2 separate regions of the Ovis aries genome follow, and region 2 is linked to region 1. Evidence: chromatin contacts called from public Hi-C data. All regions are on one chromosome and are shown on one strand. Each heading gives the region's core, a stretch centred on a gene start, on an enhancer-like site or on the middle of the called end of the contact. The rest is flanking DNA. Distances are from core to core; before and after follow the strand shown.

Region 1 (6,888 bases), core at 3,823-6,322:
ATATAGAATGGACTATTACTCAGCCATAAAAAGGAATAAAACTGTGCCATTTGCAGAAACGTGAATGCACCTAGAGACTGTCACGCAGAGTGAAGTAAGTCAGAAAGAGAAAAACAAACACAATATATTAATGCATTTATGTGGACTCTAGAAAAACGGTATAGATGAACTGATTTGCCAAGCAAAAATAAAGACAGACATAGAGAACAAACATGTGGAAACCAAAGGGGTAAGAAAGGCGGGAGTGCATGAGGAAGATTAGGATTGACATATATACCCTACTATGTATAAAATAGATAACTAATGAGAACCGACTATATAGCACAGGGAACTCTACTTAACGCTCTGCTGTGACCTAAATAGGAAGGAAATCCAAAAAGAGACTCGATACACAGAGCTGACTCACTTTGCTGTACAGCAAAAACTAACAGCATTATAAAGCAACTATACACCAGTTTTTAAATAAGGAGTAAAAAATCAAAATATAAAGGCACTGATGTCAGTATAAAAACCAATTCAACATGGAAAATGGGTACGAAACTTACTGCAAACATAGTTTTTTTAATTTAACTCAAAGGAAAAAAGCTTATAAGGAAACATTCATTGGTTAAAATACAATGCTAACTATTTAGAAATAACTCTATGAGAATAAATCACAGAAAGGACAGAGGATGCAAACGTTAGGTAAATTCCACACCACAAATTAATAAGAGTTAAAAATTACTTCTTGAGCCTTATTTTTATTTTTATAAAATCATAAGACTGTCATTAGTAGCATTTTTGATGAGCTAAAATTCATGACTGATCTTCCTGGTAAAAATGACTAAAAATATTGGATAAAATATAACTTTTTACAATTTATTTTTAAATAGTCAATAAACTGTCCTTGCGTGGAGGAGGAGGTGTGGGAGCTCTCTGGAGTGTCTTCAATAAGGACACACATCCTGTTCATGAGGATGGTCACCTCATGGGCTAATTACCTCCCGAGGGCCCCACTTCCCAATAAGATCGCACCGGGAACTAGGTTTTAACATACGAATTTCGGGAATGACACACTTTGTTTCTATTTCTTGTTATTTAATCATATTTTAAACACTTCTTTTCGTTTAAAGATTCTGATACAATATACTTTTCCATATTCTGTGTCTCATAATCCCCAATATCTGTACTCTTTGTACTGATTTTGCTCTCTGCTATTAATGAAGACTTTCTCTGGTAGTATCTTCTTTCCTTATATACTTTGTGATTTTGACTATTCACTGTCTATATTCTTTGGGATTTTCTTTTATTTTGAAAATTCTTTGAGACTTGTGTTGAGGATTGGGTCATTTCAAAAGGATTTATATTTGCTTCTTGTAGGAGTCTACTGCTACTGCTAAGTCACTTCAGTCGTGCCCAACTTTGTGCAACCCCATAGACGGCAGCCCACCAGGCTCCCCCCGTCCCTGGGATTCTCCAGGCAAGAACACTGGGGCGGATTGCCATCTCCTCCTCCAATGCATCAAAGTGAAAAGTGAAAGTGAAGTCGCTCAGTCGTGTCCGACCCTCAGCGACCCCATGGACTGCAGTCTTCCAGGCTCCTCCGTTCATGGGATTTTCCAGGAAAGAATACTGGAGTGGCTGCCATTCACTTCTTCAGGGGATCTTCCTAACTCGGGGCTTGAACTCAGGTCTCCTGCACTGCAGGCAGATTCTTAACCGTCTAGTTCAGTTCAGTTCAGTCGCTCAGTCGTGTCCGACTCTTTGCAACCCCGTGAATTGCAGCACACCAGGCCTCCCTGTCCATCACCAACTCCCAGAATTCACTCAGACTCACATCCATAGACTCGGTGATGCCATCCAGCCATCTCATTCCTCTGTCATCCCCTTTTCCTCCTGCCCCCAACCCCTCCCAGCATCAGAGTCTTTTCCAATGAGTCAACTCTTCGCATCAGGTGGCCAAAGTACTGGAGTTTCAGCTTTAGCATCATTCCTTCCAAAGAATACCCAGGGCTGATCTCCTTTAGAATGGACTGTTTGGATCTCCTTGCAGTCCAAGGGACTCTCAGGAGTCTTCTCCAACACCATAGTTCAAAAGCATCAATTCTTCGGCACTCAGCTTTCTTCACAGTCCAACTCTCACATCCATACACCGTCTAAGCCACTGTTAATTCAATACACACCTTACAGAGACAAAAATAAGGAAAACATAAAATGTAGGCGAAAATATAAGATAAAGTAAAAGTCTAACATAGGTCTAACTGGCATTTCAGAAGAAGAGGTAAAACAGAATGGGGGCCAGGTGATATTTGAGAGATAACAACTAGTAATTTCCCAGACTGACGGAAGAAACCAATACATAGTTTCAGAAAACCTCGTGAATCCCAAGCAGGATAAATAACAAGAAACCCATACCTAGATTCATCATAATGATACACCAGAATAGTAAAAACCAGATTTTTCACACTGCAGTCAGAGAAAACACAAATTAGAGCGAAAGGAGTGATCATGTTGACTAACATGGTCCTATCACCAAAAATGGAAACCAGAAACAGTGAAATAATATCCTCAAGAGAAGAAAAAATAACTCAATTTAGCCTAGTACATGTGAAAAAAGAAAATACTGCAAGAGCAAATGTAAAATAAAGACATTTTTAGACAAAAAAAAATTAAGAATTTGCCACAGTGCTTCTCAGTCTAAGATCAAGTGTAGTATCTGTTCTCATCAGCTTAATATCTAATTGTCCACACTCACGTCACATAATAGTTTAAAAAATAATCACCCAATAATAAAATTGTCCTGGTTAACTTTTTTAATAAATAAATATGAAAAAAAGAATTTGCCACCAATAGACCATTGTTAAAGAAACTTCTAAAACAGAGTTGTCCAATAGAAAGGCAATATGAGGGACACAAATTTAAATCCCCTAATAGCCACAATTTCAAAAGCAAAAAATAAAATAAAATAAAAGGATAATCCATCTGAATAATGATCTATTTAAGCCAATATATCAAAATTGTATCATTTCAACATGTAATTAATACAAAAATCATTAATGAGATCTCTTACACTTTTGTACTAGGTCTCTGAAATCCAGGATGAGCTTTACACTAACAGCAAATCTCAATTCAGAGTAGTTATAAATCAAGTGCTTAATATCCACATGACTAGTGGTTACCACACTGGTCAGTGGAACACTGAAAGATATGCTCCAGATACAAGGGAAATGATTCCAGGTAAAAGGAACTGAGATGCAAGAAAGGAGGATGACAAGATAAGCAGGAAACACATTTGTGTGTGCTCAGTCCTTGATTCATGTCTGCACATTCATTTGTGTCCAATTCTTTGCAGCCTGGACTATAGCCCAGCTGTATGCAACATGTACTACAGCCCACCAGGTTCCTCTGTCCATAGGATTTTTCTGACAAGAATACTGGAGTTGGTTGCCATTTCCTCCTCCAGCAGTGAGCATGTCGGCAAACCCCATATCCAAAAGATATTGGATGTATAAAACTACCATAATCCTGTTGTAAACTGGAAGTTAAAGTGAAGTTGCTCAGTTGTGTCTGACTCTTTGTGACCCCATGGACTATAGCCTACCAAGTTCCTCCCATGGGATTTTCCAGGCAAGAATACTGGAGTGGGTTGCCATTTCCTTCTCCAGGAGATCTTCCCAAGCTAGGGATTGAGCCCGGGTCTCCCGTATTGTAAGCAGACGCTTTACCGTCTGAGCCACCAGGGAAGTTAACAGGAGGCCTGATCAGATTCTGCTTAAATAGTTTGGGGCAAGAATATTCATGAAGATGTTGTGTATTTCAAATTGCATCACATTAAGCAGCATAGAACATCTAGTCAATGATGGCAAGGTTAGAACAGGGTGAAACAGCCAAATCCTTCTATCATACTTTCTCCCACTTTTTATCAAAATATAAATCTGTGGAGTAAGACCTTGGCAGAAAAAATAAGTACAAAGCCCCTGAGGCAGAAGTGTGCCTGGTGTGCCTGAGAAATACTAAAGAGTAAGATATCCTATGGGCTTCCCTGGTGGCTCAGAGGTTAAAGCATCTGCCTGGAATGCGGGAGACCTGGGTTTGATCACTGGGTCGGGAAGATCCCCTGGAGAAGGAAATGGCAACCCACTCCAGTACTCTTGCCTGGAGTAGTCTTTGACTAAGCCAATATCCAACCAGAATTATTTATCAGTTTAGTAACAATTCTTTTAAAATGTATCAGAATCACTAAAGGATCTCTTTTCAGTGACTGAGAATCTTTTAATCAGAATTTAGAAGTAATCCCTCTAGCAAACAACTTTTGGTATCATACCCCCTTGAAGCACTCTGGCCATTTCTTTGCACCCTCCCCACCCCTAGCTTCTTTGTGCTTTTGCTTCTGTGGACCCACATTTCTGACTGTCTTCAGAAGACTGCCCTCAACCACAGATGCCACTTTGCCTGCCTGTGCCAAGAACTGGAAGTACATGAGTGTATCTGAGAGTTTGGGTCCCCCCTTAGAATTGGGTGGCTCTTACTGTGAGTGACTTATGAAAGCCCAGGTCCCTTGCCTCAATTTGGGACAAAATCGGAGCTATAACTTGATCTGTAAAGCTCTCCTGTATGATCCAGCTGAGGCTAGAACTTTGTCAGAAATTGTGCCCTGCTTGGATTCCTTCCTTTCACTGATCTGTTTCTCCTACTCCCTTACCTGTTTCTCCTGGGAGCAATTTGCTAATAAATCATTTGCACATAAATCCTCAACTCAGAGTCAGCTTCTGGAGAACCTGACACAAGGCAATCCCTAATTTTGAATCCACATTACACCCAAAATATGTAGGACAAATGTAATCTAAAGCTATACACTTTCACGCAGTATGAAACATGAGCAGAAATCCTTTCTATTTTCATTTGAAGTGGTTGAGTTCTATTGGTATAACACAGTGAATAACTCATCGTGAGCAGCCCAAAGCTGATCCATGAGAGGCATATACCAGTCAACACGGTACACATCGCCGTGTGAAATCACACTCACACACAGTGCTAGCATTATTGAAAACTCAGCTGTGCATCACTTTTCTGGATGTGGAAAACGTCTTTGGTTCTCGAATACAAGCAAACTGCTCACCATTTCTAAAGACTGAATGTGGCACTCATTGTGTCTGAGACAATGGATCCAGTGTTTGGCGCTCAGACTACATGTTTCAAAGGGAATCTTTGTCTGCTTACCATGAAAAAAAAAATCAGACTCTGTATTTATTGGGAAAAGAGAAATCCAGCAGCCTTCACTCAAAGAAACCAGCCCTGTGAGTCTTAAGTTACAACAGTTGAATAAAGAAATAGGTAGACATGCAGCAACACAAGCCAGAGACCTCTGGGGGTTGAGAGTGAAGAGAACCCACCCCTCACCTCTCTTTAATGACTTTTAATCACTGAGGACCTTTTTAATGACTATACAAATGGCTTTCATGTAGGTTTCTTCTACCTAAATTCTAAGTCTAAGATAACTTCAATTCTAAAACAATTTTATGAAACAAAATTTCTCCCAATGACACTGTTTAAATATTCACCAATATAATACATGATGATCTGATTCTCTGCAAGTAATACAGAGAAACTTCATCAGATTGGGCTCCACTGGCTGGTGAGAAATATCTTGGAAACTGTCTGCTGAGGTTCATCGTCGTCTTTTAGAGAACTATATGTACACAAACACATATCTACATATATCAATAATATAAACAAGGCCATTAATAAAACATTTTTCTCAATTTATATTAAGAGTACAACTTTTTTGCTGTTGAACAGGGCAAGATATGCCTGCCATCTATGACAGACATGCCCAGAAATGGTAAAAGTAGTTGGCCACACCAACAAGATATTCCTGGTGTCAGAGTACCTCACAGAGCTTCTCTCTAAACTAAAGGCATCTTCAAAGAATCGGTTAAGGAAAGGACTCATTGCAGGCCCTTTAGAAGCATCCATTTACAGGCACACAATGTGCTAATTAAAATCACTTGCCTATGTTTGCCAAGCAAGGCCTCTAAGGGTATCAAGTGAGTTATGATGCCTTAATCTAGTCTTAGAGACTGTGCAGTCTTTAATGCAATCCATTTCTATAATCCAGATTGGTCTCCGCCAGTTCTTTTAGAAGTATATTTATTATCTTTCTTTAGAGTGAGAGATGATAATTCCAGGGGAAAAAAAGAAAAAAACTGTCTTAAAATGCAATGTTCTGAACACTAAAAACAGCAAAATACACTTAGAAATTCAGCATGTGGCAAATTCTATGTTTTTATAATCTTAGAGTGACTTGTTCACAGAAAAATGTAAAATGTCTGCATATTAAGACTCACACAAGAAAAGCCAAAAGATAAATAGAAAACTGAGGAAAACATTCGTAGCCCAGATTACAAAGTTCCTATTCCCCTAATACATTTTTAAACACCTCAGTAAGACTGAGTTCAATCTAAAATGGGTAAAGAGTACAAAAAGTTCACAGGAAAAAAGAAAATGTCTCCTAAAAGGTGACTAATATCATTCATAATAAAAGTATTCTTTGACCTTGCACTGAAATATTTTCACCATCAAATTATGACCAAAATAGTAACAAATGATGTTACTAAAGAATACAGACACTGCTGATAATATATTTTTTCCGGCACTTCAGCCTAAAGATACATTCACATGTTTGAAAATATTCTATCTATAATATGCCCATATTCATATCCATCCATCCATCTAGCTACTATATAGCTTGTAATATATATAGTAGATATAAAAGCTATCTACTATATAGCTTTTAATAGAAAGATACTCAAGAATGCGGCAGAGGCTGCCTTCAGGAAGGGCAATGATCAGTAGAGTACAAGGGAGACTGTTTCCTTTATACCATGTATCTTCATCATTTGCACTTCT
Region 2 (7,371 bases), core at 1,904-4,403, 350 kb before region 1:
GACCCTCAGCAGAAAAGCCAGTATGGTGTGCTTGGCAGTCTGATCGAACCCGTGTGATAGTAAACAGATGTTTTACCACTAAGCATGGTAATCTGTTACACAGCACAGAAAACGAATACAACATCTAAACATAGTCAATCTGCATGAGAATTGCCTCATGATGCTAACAGGAAAAGAGCAGAATGGAAACTTCGGAATCGGTTGAGTTTCTAGGTTTTTAGCATTTATATTCTTTCTTTGTAGCCTTAGTGTTTATATTTTTAAACCTCTTTTTGAAGTACAACTGACATCAGACTCTTTTCTTAAATGTTCATATTCTACTTAGCCAAGCTCTCCCACATTAAACATTCCAGATACTTAGAGCTTCTGCTACGAAATCCATGATGCTAGGCTGGAGGACCACTGATGCTGTCACTGTGAGGCTTCATTGTTTCCCTGCCCAAAGAGACTTGTCTCCGGCAGGCCAGGAAATCTTTAGCTTGCTAGCCTGTGACTTCCATAATCTTCTAAGAAGCCAAGAGGGAATCAAGCTATATCTTTACCTTGTTACAATGACTCAGCCCATGGGATTCAATGCCTTCCACCTCAAAGCTACAAGACCACTGGTTCTCCCTTCACCTTCTATTTGGGTTTGAAAACGACGCTGAGTACAGGCCAGCAAACTCCCTACAGACCTACAAGGAGAGCCAAGGTTTCATTTCCATTTTTACACTGAGATGAAAATACCGTCTAAGGCCAGGCTATTCAGCTAAGATTTGGTTCCATAATGGCATGTTCTCTCTGTTGTGTGTAAAATTATACAGTGATGATGTATTTCCACACCGCTGTGCCCAGAAAGTGGCTAGGCAGCAATGACTGTAGCGAGGGTGAAAGGGTTAGGCATGTGAACACTTGTTTGTCTTTCTGAAGCACTTTTCTGTCAGCTGGATATTAAACTTTAAAAATGCTTGCATTATATTGTTTGAGGGATGAATAGGATGTTTTTGACATGCAGTCTGACTAAGACCACAAGGCACTGTCTCTCTCGGAATTATTTCTTTTTTTTTTTAATTGGAGGCTGATTACTTTACAATATTGTACTGGTTTTTGCCATACATTGACATGAATCAGCCACGGGTATACATGTGTTTCCCAACCTGAACTCCCCTCCCACCTCCCTCCCCATCCCATCCCTCAGGATCATCCCAGTGCACCAGTCCTGAGCAGCTTGTCTCACGCTTCAAACCTGGACCGGCGATCTGTTTCACATAGGATAATATACATGTTTCAACGCTATTCTCTCAAATCATCCCGCCCTCGCCTTCTCCCACAGAGTCCAAAAGACTGTTCTATACATCTGTGTCTCATTGGCTGTCTCGCATAGAGGATCCTTGTTACCGTCTTTATAAATTTCTCAGATTTGTTTCTAATGAAGCACTGGCAGTATTTTTTTTCCCCAAACTTGTGATTCTTCTACACGAAATTAAAACTACTGTAACAAATGTACTAGAAACAGCAAAAGCAGCACATTTTCATTGCTTAGAAAAATCAGAGAGAATAACAGTCTTTCTCTTTGTTTTCCTTTCCTTCCTTCCTTCCTCTCTGTCTTTTAACATTTTAAATACTAAAGGAAACAATAAAGCAAGGAGCACTGGCACTGAAATTACAAATCTGGAGTTTGGGTGTGGGTTCCAGCAAATGTTGTATTATCTTCAGCAATTCACATAATCTCCTAAGCCTCAGTTTTATCATTTCTAAAACAGGCAAAATGTCAAATGCATAAAGTATAAACCTATTATGTCATGAAAATATTTAGATTACTATTTAGAGTACTTTAATTATATAAATCAAATGTTGTGAGTATAAGATTATTTTTTCATTTTAATATTGACTTCCCTTTCATTAACTGGTAAAAAGATATTAAATTTTAAAAGTGAATGGTTTGTTTCTTTATTCCTAACAAAAGTCAGAATACTTGAAAGTAAATTTTATTGTTACTGTCAGAAAAAAAAATAGTAATAGTTAACATTTATCAAGTGCTTTAATAATACTTATTAAGGTCAGGCATTGTGCTAAGAGGCGCCAGATCTTATTTTACTTCATTTTCTCATTTTTCATACAAAGTAAGTCCTATTATTAATCTCCATTTTACAGATGAGGAATCTAAAGTTTCAGGAAATTGAGCAGAAAGTGGTAACCTAGAATACAAAAGCAAGAGGTCTAATCCAGAGACCACAGTTAACCACTCCTTCGCATCAGATGCATTTTCTGGATTGACATGCCGAGAACAGGGACAACAAGATGTGGCCTGGCCAGGTCTTTGTTGCTGTAAGAATTGGGAGGTCTGGGTAGGAGAGCGTGCCCACCCTCACCACAGGGAGACGGCCACAGAGAGACACCCAAAGACACAAGCCAACACTGGCACTCCACTTGTGCGGCCTGTGGAGGAAAGAAGCTCCCTCAAACTGTGAAATGAAGAAGTCCCATAAGATCTCAAGCACAGCGACTGGTCCACAGCCAGAACAAAACCACATGAGGACCGCCCAGGCTACCTCTGGGACCGTAAAGGCTCGCAAGTAGCTCCAGAGACTGCTGCTGCTTGATGGAGACTAGGTAGAGAGCGGCTCTGGGCAAACAGGAAGGAAATGGGACAGCCAGAACCAAGAACCAGACAGAAACAGAACCAGAGAACAAGAGAAAGTGAGTAGCCAAAACAAAACAAAACAAAACTGAAGTAAATCCAGAAAGTAGGAATACAGCAGGGCTCTGGGCTTCCCTAGCAGCTCAGGCAGTAAGCCATCTATCTGCAACGCAGGGGACCGGGGTTCGATCCCTAGGTTGGGAAGATGTCCTGGAAAGGAAAGGGTAACCCATTTCGGTATTCTGGCCTGGAGAATTCCACGGAGAGAGGAGGCTGGCGGGCTACAGTCCGCAGGTTCACAAAGAGTTGGACACAACTGAGCGACTAACACACACTGGTTCCCAAACTGTGCCCAGAGGCACCTTAGGGTTCCAGTTGATTTAGAAGTACACAGCCAGGTAGACAGACATGCAGACAGACAGATATAGAACTACGCCAAATGTCACTGTTTCCCTCCCCTTTATAGACAGATAGATAGAGAGCCAGAAACCACGTGAACCACTAGCTTGAAGTAGTTCACAGTTTCAGCATTAGATGGCATTGTGTTCCTTCTGGGACATCGTCTCTGCAGTTTGTGTGCTATGTTAAAAATCAAGTATTGCCCAAAACTCAACGTGGAACAAGAAATGAGGATGGCAGCAGCCAGTACCAATCAGGTTCTAATAGCTGCACAGTGTCCAACAGAGCAATCACATCTCCCAGTCACTGCTGTTAAGAATTAACAAAAAATTATTTTCTTCCTTTCAGAGTATGTGTTTTTGCTTTGGTTTATGAAATGGCTACTCATTTATCAGGACCTACCTACTTATTAAGTTGATTAAACCGCTTAATAAATGTACTTCTTTCGGCCCAAACGCACTATGAAAAAATAACTGCGGCGAGAAGGGCACTGAGGGATTATGGGAGCATCTGCAATAGGGATTAGAGCTGTGCAGGGAAGACAGAAACGGGGGGGAGCTCAGAAGAAAGTTGTGTGTCAGTCTGCGGAGTCCTTCAGGATCCCTTGACAAGGAAAACCTGTCCCCCTGAATCCTGAAAGCATGATGGGTCTTGATCCTTCTGGGCTGCCCCTTCTTTTCATATCAGAATGAAGATTTACAACGTGAGGATTAATCCAGGGACTTTAGGTTTCAACACAGCAATATTCAATGAAAACACCATGTTATGTATATCTAACAAGTCCTTACATGCCTGGCATCTTATATAATAATCTTACTTAATTTTTTTTGAGGTTTTACTGTTTCTGCCCTGCCTCTCATCATACAAACAAGGAAATGAAAACTTGGAGCAACTGAGTAGGTTGCTTAAGAGAACTCAAAGGAAGGTCAGGATTAGAACCCAGGCAAGTACACCTCAGAGATAACACTTGTTATCCCCTGTGTTATACTGTTCAGCTGTCAGGCCTTTAGGTCTCTAAAGAAGTAAATCCGTTTTAGACCTTTACATAGGATAAAGTACTTCAAAGTAGTGCATATATTTAAATGGAGCTAAAGGCATTTCTTGGAGAAGGAAATGGCAACCCACTCCAGTATTCTTGCCTGGAGAATCCTGTAGACAGAGGAGCCTGGTGGGCTGCTGTCCATGGGGTCGCACAGAGTTGGACACGGCTGAAGCGACTTAGCAGTAGCAGCAGCAAAGGCATTTCTATTTTTGTTTATTCTTAGTTTCTAAATCCCAGGAAAAGCTTCCATCTCTTTTAGAGGTTTGTTAATATCCAACCTCACAAATAGAAACACTGTCAATGGTAAAAATATGACACTATTAAGAGAGGGGGAAAAAGTCACTCAATATTGGCATCAATGTAACAAAATAGTCTTATCCCCTTGTGTTAAAGAGCATAAATTGGTACAAACTTTCTAGAGAACATTAAATAGCAGTCTCAGTGAAGAAAGCAGAGATTCATATTAGATAATATTTATCTCAATGTTATTTGAAATAGCAGAAAAAGAAAAGAAAACCTAAATGCCCAGTGATTGTATCATTTAGATGTACTGAAATTTGTGAAGAAAACTCATTCTTTCAAAGATTATTTGTTGGCATGGTAACAAGCACACTACTTTTAAAAATCATACAACAAATTGTATTACCATATGATTCCAATTGTACAGTATTCGTCAGAACAAAGGACTGGAAAGAAACAGCATATTCATTTTAATATTTTGGTTCTCTGAACAGTTTAGAATTCTAAATTTTCTTAATTTTTATTACTTAAAAGTTCTTAATTCTGCCATTTTCCCCCCTTAATAAATGTATTACTATGGTAAACAAAATTATTATTAAAACAGGATTTAGTACTCAAGAGGGTGAAAAGTGAAAGTGTTAGTCACCTCCGACTCTTTGCAACCCTATGCACTGTAGCCTGCCAGGCTCCTCTGTCTATGGAATTCTCCAGGCATGAATATTGTGATGCATAGACATTCCCTTTTCCAGCGGATCTTCCTGACCCAAGGATTGAAACCCAGGTCTCCTGCATTGCAGGCAAATTCTGAGCCACCGGGGAAGCCCACTTAAGAGGGTAAATGCAGTCTAACAGATCACCTCACTCCTCGAACATCACCCATGATTCAACACTCAACTCAAAAAAATCATGTACATAGTTTTCCTGACTATACGACTGATGGGATTCTCTCTCTCCTCTACGTTGCCAAAAAGCTTTATTCAAACTTATTTCGGGGGTATTTTTGTCATCTCTGGCCTTTTATAATAATCATCTACGTACATGTGGCATCTTTCCTATCAGATTGCATGCTTTAGGATGGCTGGGCCATATTTGCTTTGTAACTCTATCTGTCTTAAGCCTTAAGCCCATTCTGCCTTGTAATTTAGTCATACTTGTAAATGAGTAAAGATTATACATTTTGGTATCTGTTATCCCAACACATAAGAGGCAATGGATGTCACTTGAACTGAATTGGTTCACACATGGATACAGTGTTCTTTATGGAATCCAAGGGAAAAGAACTAGAAATAGCGGGTGGCACCCTAAAATATAGCTCTTTACCAGATTTTGGCTCAATTTATATAACAGTCCATCTATATGTCCTCTTGGGAGATAAGAATGTTCCCTGCTGAAAGACCACATATCATTACTACTGTACAGACAAGCCAACCCTGGCTTTGGAAGAGGCTCCGATGCCATAATTTATAGTCTCACCCCACACCAGGATTCTACATCCATTGGTTAAATGAGCAATTAAGAGATGAATGGATGGATGAATAAACAACCCATTAGGGTTGAGTTTCCATATAGGATACTCAGTTTCATTTATATGGGGAGACAGTGGGAAAATGCCACTAGTGATTATTTATTTCTATAAAAGAAGGCAAATGGCTCAAAAGGATGACCATTCCAGGAAAACAATTTCAAAAGACCAATGGCTACTGGTCAAAGGTGGCACTTTGATAAAAGCAGAACAACAGGTTAGGCATGAGATCCTCAGGTTCACTGTAACATGTTAATACCTACGAACTCACAGAAATGTCCCCAGTTCAAGGGAGAGAGTGGTAAGTAATGCTCTCCCCAATCATCAGTGGGAAACAGCTCAGTAACATCATGAGGAAAGTCTATTCAGCGTAAAAATATCCACTGTCATTAACAGTAAGCTCTTCAAGACCCAAAAATTTTACCTTACTAGTACTGAGTCTTCTTCCTACCTCCACCTTCCTTTACCTTTTCTCTTCATTCTCTTATAAAGCAGGTGTACAGACACCTGTGTGTGAGGGTGATCACAGGTCCTCACTATTTAAATGATACTAAGCATGTGTTCATTTTGGTAGGAAATGTGAAAAACAGGGCTTAGAAATGAGAATAGACAGATTCAATGCCAGGGGATTCCCTGGTGGCTCAGATGGTAAAGAATCTGCCTGCAATGTGGGAGCCCCAGGTTTGATCCCTGAGCTGGGAAGATGCCCTGAAGAAGGAAACAGCAATCCACTCCAGTATTCTTGCCTGGAGAATTCCATGCACAGGGCAGCCTTGCAGGCTACAGTACATGGGGTCACAAAGAGTCAGACATGACTGAGGGACTTTCATTTCACTCACTCATGACTGAACCATGGATGCCTGGAAACCAACACAAAGATTATGTTTCAGGTCCAAGAACCAGCTTATTACATAAGCAACCCAGGTGATTCAGATGCAGGTGGTCCTTGGACCACACCTGGAGAAGCACAGATGCAGCAGAGCCCTTCATGGAACAGATGAAGAAACTGTCATAAAGGTTACATGGGTTGCCCAAAGTCATGCCCATCAGTGAGTGGCAAATCTAGAGTAAGAATATAGTTAATGCCTTTCCAACCACACTCCATCACATTTCATGCTTAGCAGTCCAAGCTTTTGTCTTCCTTCATCAGTGCTCTAGAAGCAGCAGCTGCAAAAACATTCATATCTAATATTTCTGTGACACTTCCATAGGCACTATCATATAAGATTATCAAACAATATGCTATCGGTATCTGGGGTAAGAGGGAACAGAAATTCAGAGTTTAAGATGCTTCCTTAAATTTTTATATAATATAGATTTGAGGCAAAGTAGACCACCTGACCTGCTTCTTGAGAAACCTGTATGCAGGTCAGGAAGCAACAGTTAGAACTGGACATGGAACAACAGACTGGTTCCAAATAGGAAAAAGGAGTACGTCAAGGCTGTATATTGTCACCCTGCCTATTTAACTTATATGCAGAGTACATCATGAGAAATGCTGGGCTGGAGGAAACACAAGCTGGAATCAAGATCGCTGGGAGAAATATC

Evidence for each region. Hi-C and Micro-C count contacts between places; a contact is called where the count stands out from the background.
Region 2: a contact with region 1 is called in a Hi-C map of hypothalamus, with 6 times the contacts expected there. The contact joins two enhancer-like sites. A contact is called at or near these places in 4 of 16 Hi-C or Micro-C datasets (hypothalamus, skin fibroblasts and tail adipose tissue).

Annotation. Positions count from the first base shown.
Region 1 is chr2:12,151,080-12,157,967 of ARS-UI_Ramb_v3.0, reverse strand. It overlaps the pseudogene LOC114113456. Among named protein-coding and RNA genes, the nearest start is that of TRNAC-ACA, 93 kb to the left of the region's middle. Within about 2 kb of position 5,072, at least 10 of the 54 cell types and tissues checked have an H3K27ac peak or open chromatin away from gene starts, as enhancers often do. A contact at or near this core is called in hypothalamus, where this site is marked.
Region 2 is chr2:12,497,598-12,504,968 of ARS-UI_Ramb_v3.0, reverse strand. The region is part of intron 3 of LPAR1 (lysophosphatidic acid receptor 1); the gene reads right to left. Among named protein-coding and RNA genes, the nearest start is that of TRNAS-GGA, 82 kb to the right of the region's middle. Within about 2 kb of position 3,153, at least 8 of the 54 cell types and tissues checked have an H3K27ac peak or open chromatin away from gene starts, as enhancers often do. A contact at or near this core is called in hypothalamus, where this site is marked.